Linked DNA regions of Canis lupus: region 1 is linked to region 2. Evidence: chromatin contacts called from public Hi-C data. All regions are on one chromosome and are shown on one strand. The core of a region is the stretch at or near the end of the contact, and the rest is flanking DNA. Distances in the headings are between cores, read along the strand shown. Region 1 holds the start of JUN (transcription factor AP-1). Region 2 holds the start of FGGY (FGGY carbohydrate kinase domain-containing protein).

What was found. Hi-C and Micro-C count contacts between places; a contact is called where the count stands out from the background.
Region 1: a contact with region 2 is called in a Hi-C map of blood, with 5 times the contacts expected there. The contact joins the promoter of JUN here to the promoter of FGGY in region 2. A contact is called at or near these places in 2 of 9 Hi-C or Micro-C datasets (both in blood).

The regions. Positions count from the first base shown.
Region 1 is chr5:51,325,711-51,328,487 of UU_Cfam_GSD_1.0, reverse strand. JUN (transcription factor AP-1) reads right to left here and starts at 1,508. Exons shown (of 1, transcript XM_038537394.1): 1 at 177-1,508. The coding sequence starts at 1,292. The coding sequence ends at 267. LOC102155586 (a long non-coding RNA gene) reads left to right here and starts at 2,591. Exons shown (of 3, transcript XR_005359703.1): 1 at 2,591-2,679.
Region 2 is chr5:50,882,058-50,884,954 of UU_Cfam_GSD_1.0, reverse strand. It overlaps FGGY (FGGY carbohydrate kinase domain-containing protein), which reads left to right and starts at 1,421. Exons shown (of 16, transcript XM_038537374.1): 1 at 1,421-1,521. LOC111096114 (a long non-coding RNA gene) reads right to left here and starts at 1,237. Exons shown (of 3, transcript XR_005358899.1): 1 at 1,093-1,237; 2 at 599-835.

The sequences.
Region 1 (2,777 bases), core at 259-2,758, 440 kb before region 2:
GCCCCGTGCCAGGGGAGGGCGCGCCAAGTCCTTCCCACTCGTGCACACTGGGGGCGCCGTCAGGACGCCGCCCAGTCCAACTTGGATACCCTTGGCTTTAGTCCTTGGACACTTCTTGTCTCTCTCGCTCTCTCTTGCAACTTGTCAAGTTCTCAAGTTCTCTCGCTCTCGCTCTCTGTGTGTGTGTGTGGTTTTTTTTTTTCTCCTCTCTCTCTCTCTCTCTCTCCTCTCTCTCGGTTGCCCCTCAAGCCCCCGACAGTCTGTCCTCAAAACGTTTGCAACTGCTGCGTTAGCATGAGCTGGCACCCACTGTTAACGTGATTCATGACTTTCTGTTTAAGCTGTGCCACCTGTTCCCTGAGCATGTTGGCCGTGGACGCCAGCTCCGAGTTCTGCGCTTTCAAGGTTTTCACTTTTTCCTCCAGCCGGGCGATCCTCTCCAGCTTCCTTTTCCGGCACTTGGAGGCAGCTATGCGGTTCCTCATGCGCTTCCTCTCGGCCTTGATCCTCTCTTGCGACTCCATGTCGATGGGGGACAGGGGCGGCGTCTCCCCGGGCATCTCGGGCACCGTCTGCGGCTCCTCCTTCAGGGCCTGCAGGCGCGGGTGCTGCACGGGGAGCTGCTGGGGCAGGTGGTGCGGCGCTTGCGGGGGCTGCTGCGGCTGCTGCGGCTGCTGCTGCTGCTGGGGCTGCGCGGGAAAGGCCAGGCCGGCCGCGCCGTAGGAGGGCGCCCCGCCGCCGCTGCTCAGCGCGCCCGGGTTGAAGTTGCTGAGGTTGGCGTAGACCGGCGGCTCGCTGTGCAGGCCCGCGCTGAAGCCGCCGCCGCCGCCGCCGCCGCCCGCCGCGGAGGCCACCGCCGGGGCCACCATGCCCGCGCCGCTGACCGGCTGCGCCGCCGACGTGACGCTGGGCAGCGTGTTCTGGCTGTGCAGCTCGGCCAGGGCGCGCACGAAGCCCTCGGCGAAGCCCTCCTGCTCGTCCGTCACGTTCTTGGGGCACAGGAACTGCGTGGGGGTCGGCGTGGTGGTGATGTGCCCGTTGCTGGACTGGATGATCAGGCGCTCCAGCTCGGGCGAGGCCAGCTTGAGCAGCCCCACGTCGGGCGAGGTGAGCAGGTCCGAGTTCTTGGCCCGGAGGTGCGGCTTCAGGCTGCCCACCGGGTCGGCCAGGTTCAGGGTCATGCTCTGCTTCAGGATCTTGGGGTTACTGTAGCCGTAGGCGCCGCTCTCGGACTGCAGGAACGAGGCGTTGAGGGCATCGTCGTAGAAGGTCGTTTCCATCTTTGCAGTCATAGAACAGTCCGTCACTTCGCGCGGGGTTACTTTGGGCTGCGCGCAGAAGTTTCGGGGCCGCAACAGCGCGCTGGCGAGCGGGGGACCCCCGCGCCTCCCGGGTGGGGGGGGCGGCCCTGGGCTAGAGGAAAGTTTCTGGAGGGGCGCGCGCTCCCGCCGGCGGTCCTCCCCCCGCGCCCCGCTCACCGGCTCCGGCCGCCGCCGCGCTCCTCCTGGGTCAGCTGGCGCGCGCGCTGCCCGCCTCGGGGAAAAGTCGCGGTCACCCACGGGGCGCGCTCGGGGCGCTCTCGGGGCGCGGCGGCTCCCGGGGGCCCGCGGGCCCGCCCCCGCGGCGACAGGGGGAGGGGGCGCCGGGCAGCCGCGGCTCGCGCTCGCCCAAGTTCAGCCACCGGGGCGAGGGGCGCCGAGCGCACGTCCCTCCGCGGTCTCCTCGCTCCGCCGCCGCCTCTCTCGTCCCGGCCGCCGCCGCCGCCGCCGCCGCCGCCGCCGCAGCCGCCGCAGCCTCAGGCGCGGCAGAGCTTTGCAAAAGTTCGCTCCGGGACCCGGGCCACTCGTCCCCTGTGCTCCCGGCCAGGAAAGTTCTGAGCCGCCGCAGCCACTCTCTGCACTTGCGCGGACGGACCTGTCGCCGCTCTCCGCGCTGTCACGGCTCCCGGGCGGCGGGGCTCTCCTCCCGGGGGCGGCTGGAGAAGGGGGTTCTCCGGGCGCTCCCCGAAACACCAGCCCGGGAGCCACAGGCGCTAGCTCCGGCCAGTCGGCGAGGAAAATGCAAAACGGAAAGCGGATTTTGCAGCCCGGACTCTCCGGCCGTCTCGCCTGCCCGCGGCCGCCCGCCTCCCCGAGTCCGCGCTCCTCCACTCCCACCTCGCCGCCTCGGCCACACTCAGTGCAACTCTGAGCCCTTATCCAGCCGGAGCTCAACACTTATCTGCTACCAGTCAACCCCTAAAAATAGCCCATGATGTCACCCCAAGGCCTTCCCATTGGCTCGCGTCGCTCTCCAGGGGGCGGGCCCGCCCGTCGCCATGGAGACCCCACCCTAGAAGATTCTTCTCCGGCCCCGCGGAGGCTCACGGGATGAGGTAATGCTCCGCTGCCCTCCTACAGTTGGGCCCTTCTTTCTCCTCCTCCCCCTCCCCCTCCCCCTCCCCCTCCCCCCTCCCCCTCCCGCGCGGCTCGCGCCCGGCTCTGCCCCCGTCTCCTCCGCCGCGCGTCTTTCCCGGCCCGCCCGGTGCATTGTGGGCTGACGTCTTGGGATTTGACTGTCGGGTGACGGCGGCTGCCGCGAGCCGGGCGGACGCGGGCGGACGCGGGCGGACGCGGGCTCCCGCGGCCCGGGCGGGCTCCAGTTCAGGGCGCTGGCGGGAAGGCGCGGGGACCCGGCCAGGTGCCCGGGGCCGAGGGCGCGCGGGGTGCGGGGAGGGGTGCACCACTCGGGGCGCTCGAGGTCCTCCGCGGGCGCCGCGCCGCCTGCCGCGGCTGCAG
Region 2 (2,897 bases), core at 172-2,671:
AAGCCTAGAAACAGAGACATACATAAAGTCTGGACAACAAATCCACATTAATTCAAGCCTAATGAGACCTCCTGCTATAGCTCATGAGGCAACAAATGCATTTCACGTATTCTATTCCTGGGGTACACTGGGGAAGATCTAGAAGCCACTTGTTATATGTATTCAGCATCTAACACTTTACAAAGTGTTTCTGTAACTATTACCTTATTTGCTCTTCACAGTACTCTAAAAAGGTTAAGATGAACAGGTCTTAATATTATTATTCCTATTGTACACTAGAAACCAGCCAGGTGCTAAGTAATCAGATCCCAGTACCTCCTATCTTCCCAAAGAGTCCATGGTTATATATCTTTGGATATTTGTTGGAAATGAAAAGGGAGCAATCCTGATGTAGAAGAAAGAAAATGACCCCCAAACAGGACCCCTACCCGTTGTAGCTAATCGTATGGCCTCAGCCTCACTGACTCAGTATCCTGGCTTGTAAGACAAAAATAAGAGCATCTGTTGATTTTTGGGGTTGTTGTAAGGACAGCAGTGACTGCAATGCACATGGCAAATAGGTCAGTCCAGGGAGATCACTGCTATGACCTAGGCTTACCTCTTATATCTGCTGTGTCCTTGGAAACTCGCTTCCTTCTACTGGGCCTCAGTTTACTTTTCTAGGAAAGCAAAGGCTCTGGATTCATTGACTTGCTAAACCACCTTCCAAATCGCAGTCCCATCACAGCCCAGGAAACAACTCAGATTGTAAACCAGGTTGGAACACTCCCTCCGGTTCCCTGGTAGCTCCCTGTGTGTTTCAGAACAAGCTAAAAACGTTTCTGACTCTTCGCATCTGTAAAAAGGGATAGTACCTAGCTTGTTGGAAAGGCAAGCGTCCCGAGGATTAAATAGGGGTGTGTGTGTGTGTCCACGGCCCCCAGATTGTAACCGGCGCAAAGGCAGGTACTATCTGCTTTGTAGGTTTGAGGACTGTCACACCACTTCAGAGGGCTGACCCCAGGATTAGATGGATAAATTCATGTAAAGTATCAGAAACAAGACCTGGCACAAATTAAGCATTCAGTAAATACCAATATTGTTGTTAATCACATCCGCCTACAAACAGTCCCGGCCTTTAGTACGAGAAGTGGTTGTAGGATACACACGAGACACGCGTGCAACACAGGTCGTTGCGGAGAGTTAGGGCGGGTGAGCTCTGCGCCTTTAAAAGTCCAAGAGCCGGGAGGAGCCGCGGCGAGGCTGCCTGCCACGCCCCCAGCCGGCAGAGGCGGGGGGAGGGGCCGCGGGAGGCGGGGCGGGCGCGCGGGCCAATCCCTGGCGCGGTTCAAAGGACCAATCGGGGCGCGCTTTACAGGGGCCGCGCCCGGCGGGGGCGGGGCTCAGCCGCCGCCTGCCCCGCCCCCGGCCCCGCCCCCGGCCCCGCCCCCGCCCCCGGGGACCGCCCTGCCCCGCTCGGTGCAGCTCGGCGCGGCCACCTGCAGAGCCCCGCTAGCTAAAATGTAATTTCAGATTGGACAAGTAAGTGACCCTCCTCCCAGTCCCACGTGTGCAGCAGGGGCTTTTGCAGAAGCGCAGGCTCGCGGCGCCTACGGTCTCCAACCCAAGCGCGCACGCGGCCCCAGCCCCCCTCCGGGTTCCCGCAGTCGCCGCCTCTTGCTCCTCTTCCTCCTCCTCCTCTTCCTCCTCCTCCTCCTCCTCCTCCTCCAGCCGCCTAAGTGTCGTGCCAGCCGGGCCTCGGCTCCCGGGACGCTGTAGAGTTCCTGGTGTCCTCTCCCGGGTGAGGCGTGTGGCCGCTCTAGGGAAGGGTCGACCTTGACTGCATCCCCGGAGGCTGCATGACCCGGGTCCCCTCCGGCCCTGACCAGTTCCCTGTGTTCACTCCACTTTCCTCCCTCCGGACCCTTATTTTAAGATATTTTTTTTCCCCCAGGCAGATTTGAGTTTTTAATAAAAATCTTGCTACCTAAGAGGTTTTTCTTTTTTTTTTTTTTTTTGTTTTTTTTTTTGGGGGGGGTTTGTTTTGTTTTGTTTTGTTTTGTTTTGTTTTCTAAAGGCCAGGGCTGCTTGTAATTTTAAAACGCTTTCAGCAGCACGTGATAATGGTTGGGGTGCATTTTAGGGTAGATGGTATATAATGCTGTTTGGTTGCAGTTCTCCAGGGTAGGGAAGGCCTAGGAGTTATCTTTCCATTTTAATTCATTTCCCTTCTTTTAAGGATTGACAAGATGCAAAATGGTGAATTTCCCTAATCATTGGCTGTTTTCCACGAAAGCACTTCTCCTGTCCTAACTAATTTCATCCCTAAATTAAAGGGTTAGTCATTACCAAGCTATGGGAGAGCATTAGGTTAATTTTTAAAATAGGAGAGCTGGAGGGAGGAAGTGATTACACTTTCGAATTGCAGATCAGTAAGAAAGAAGGCACGTCTTCTGTAGGTTTGTGGCTATTCTACAGATGGTACAGTTTTGCTTTTTATTTGCTTTTCTCCTTTTTTTTTTTTTTTAATGATCCACCAATGTATATCCTGATTTTTTTTTTTTCCACGTTTTATGTTGCCAGCTGGGTCTTGTAGCCTTCTGACTACCTCCTGGTCTTCTGGGAGTCTCCTGTTCATGAGACCGTATGCCTGGCTCTTGACCTGATGATGGTTGGCCTGGCTCTTGGAGGGATCAGCTGAGGAGGACTGTTGATTAAGGATGATGGGGGAACAGACCAGAGAGGGTGAGAAAGGCCTAGAGATTGATTTTGAGGGGAAGGGAGCCGGGGAGCCTCCCTTCGTGGATTTGGAAATCAAAACATGTGTATTGGGAGAAGGGAATAACCCAGAGGGTGGAGATCTGTGTCTTTCTGGATGAAATTAAGAAGTTTACTGGGAGGAGACTGGGCTTTCTTCC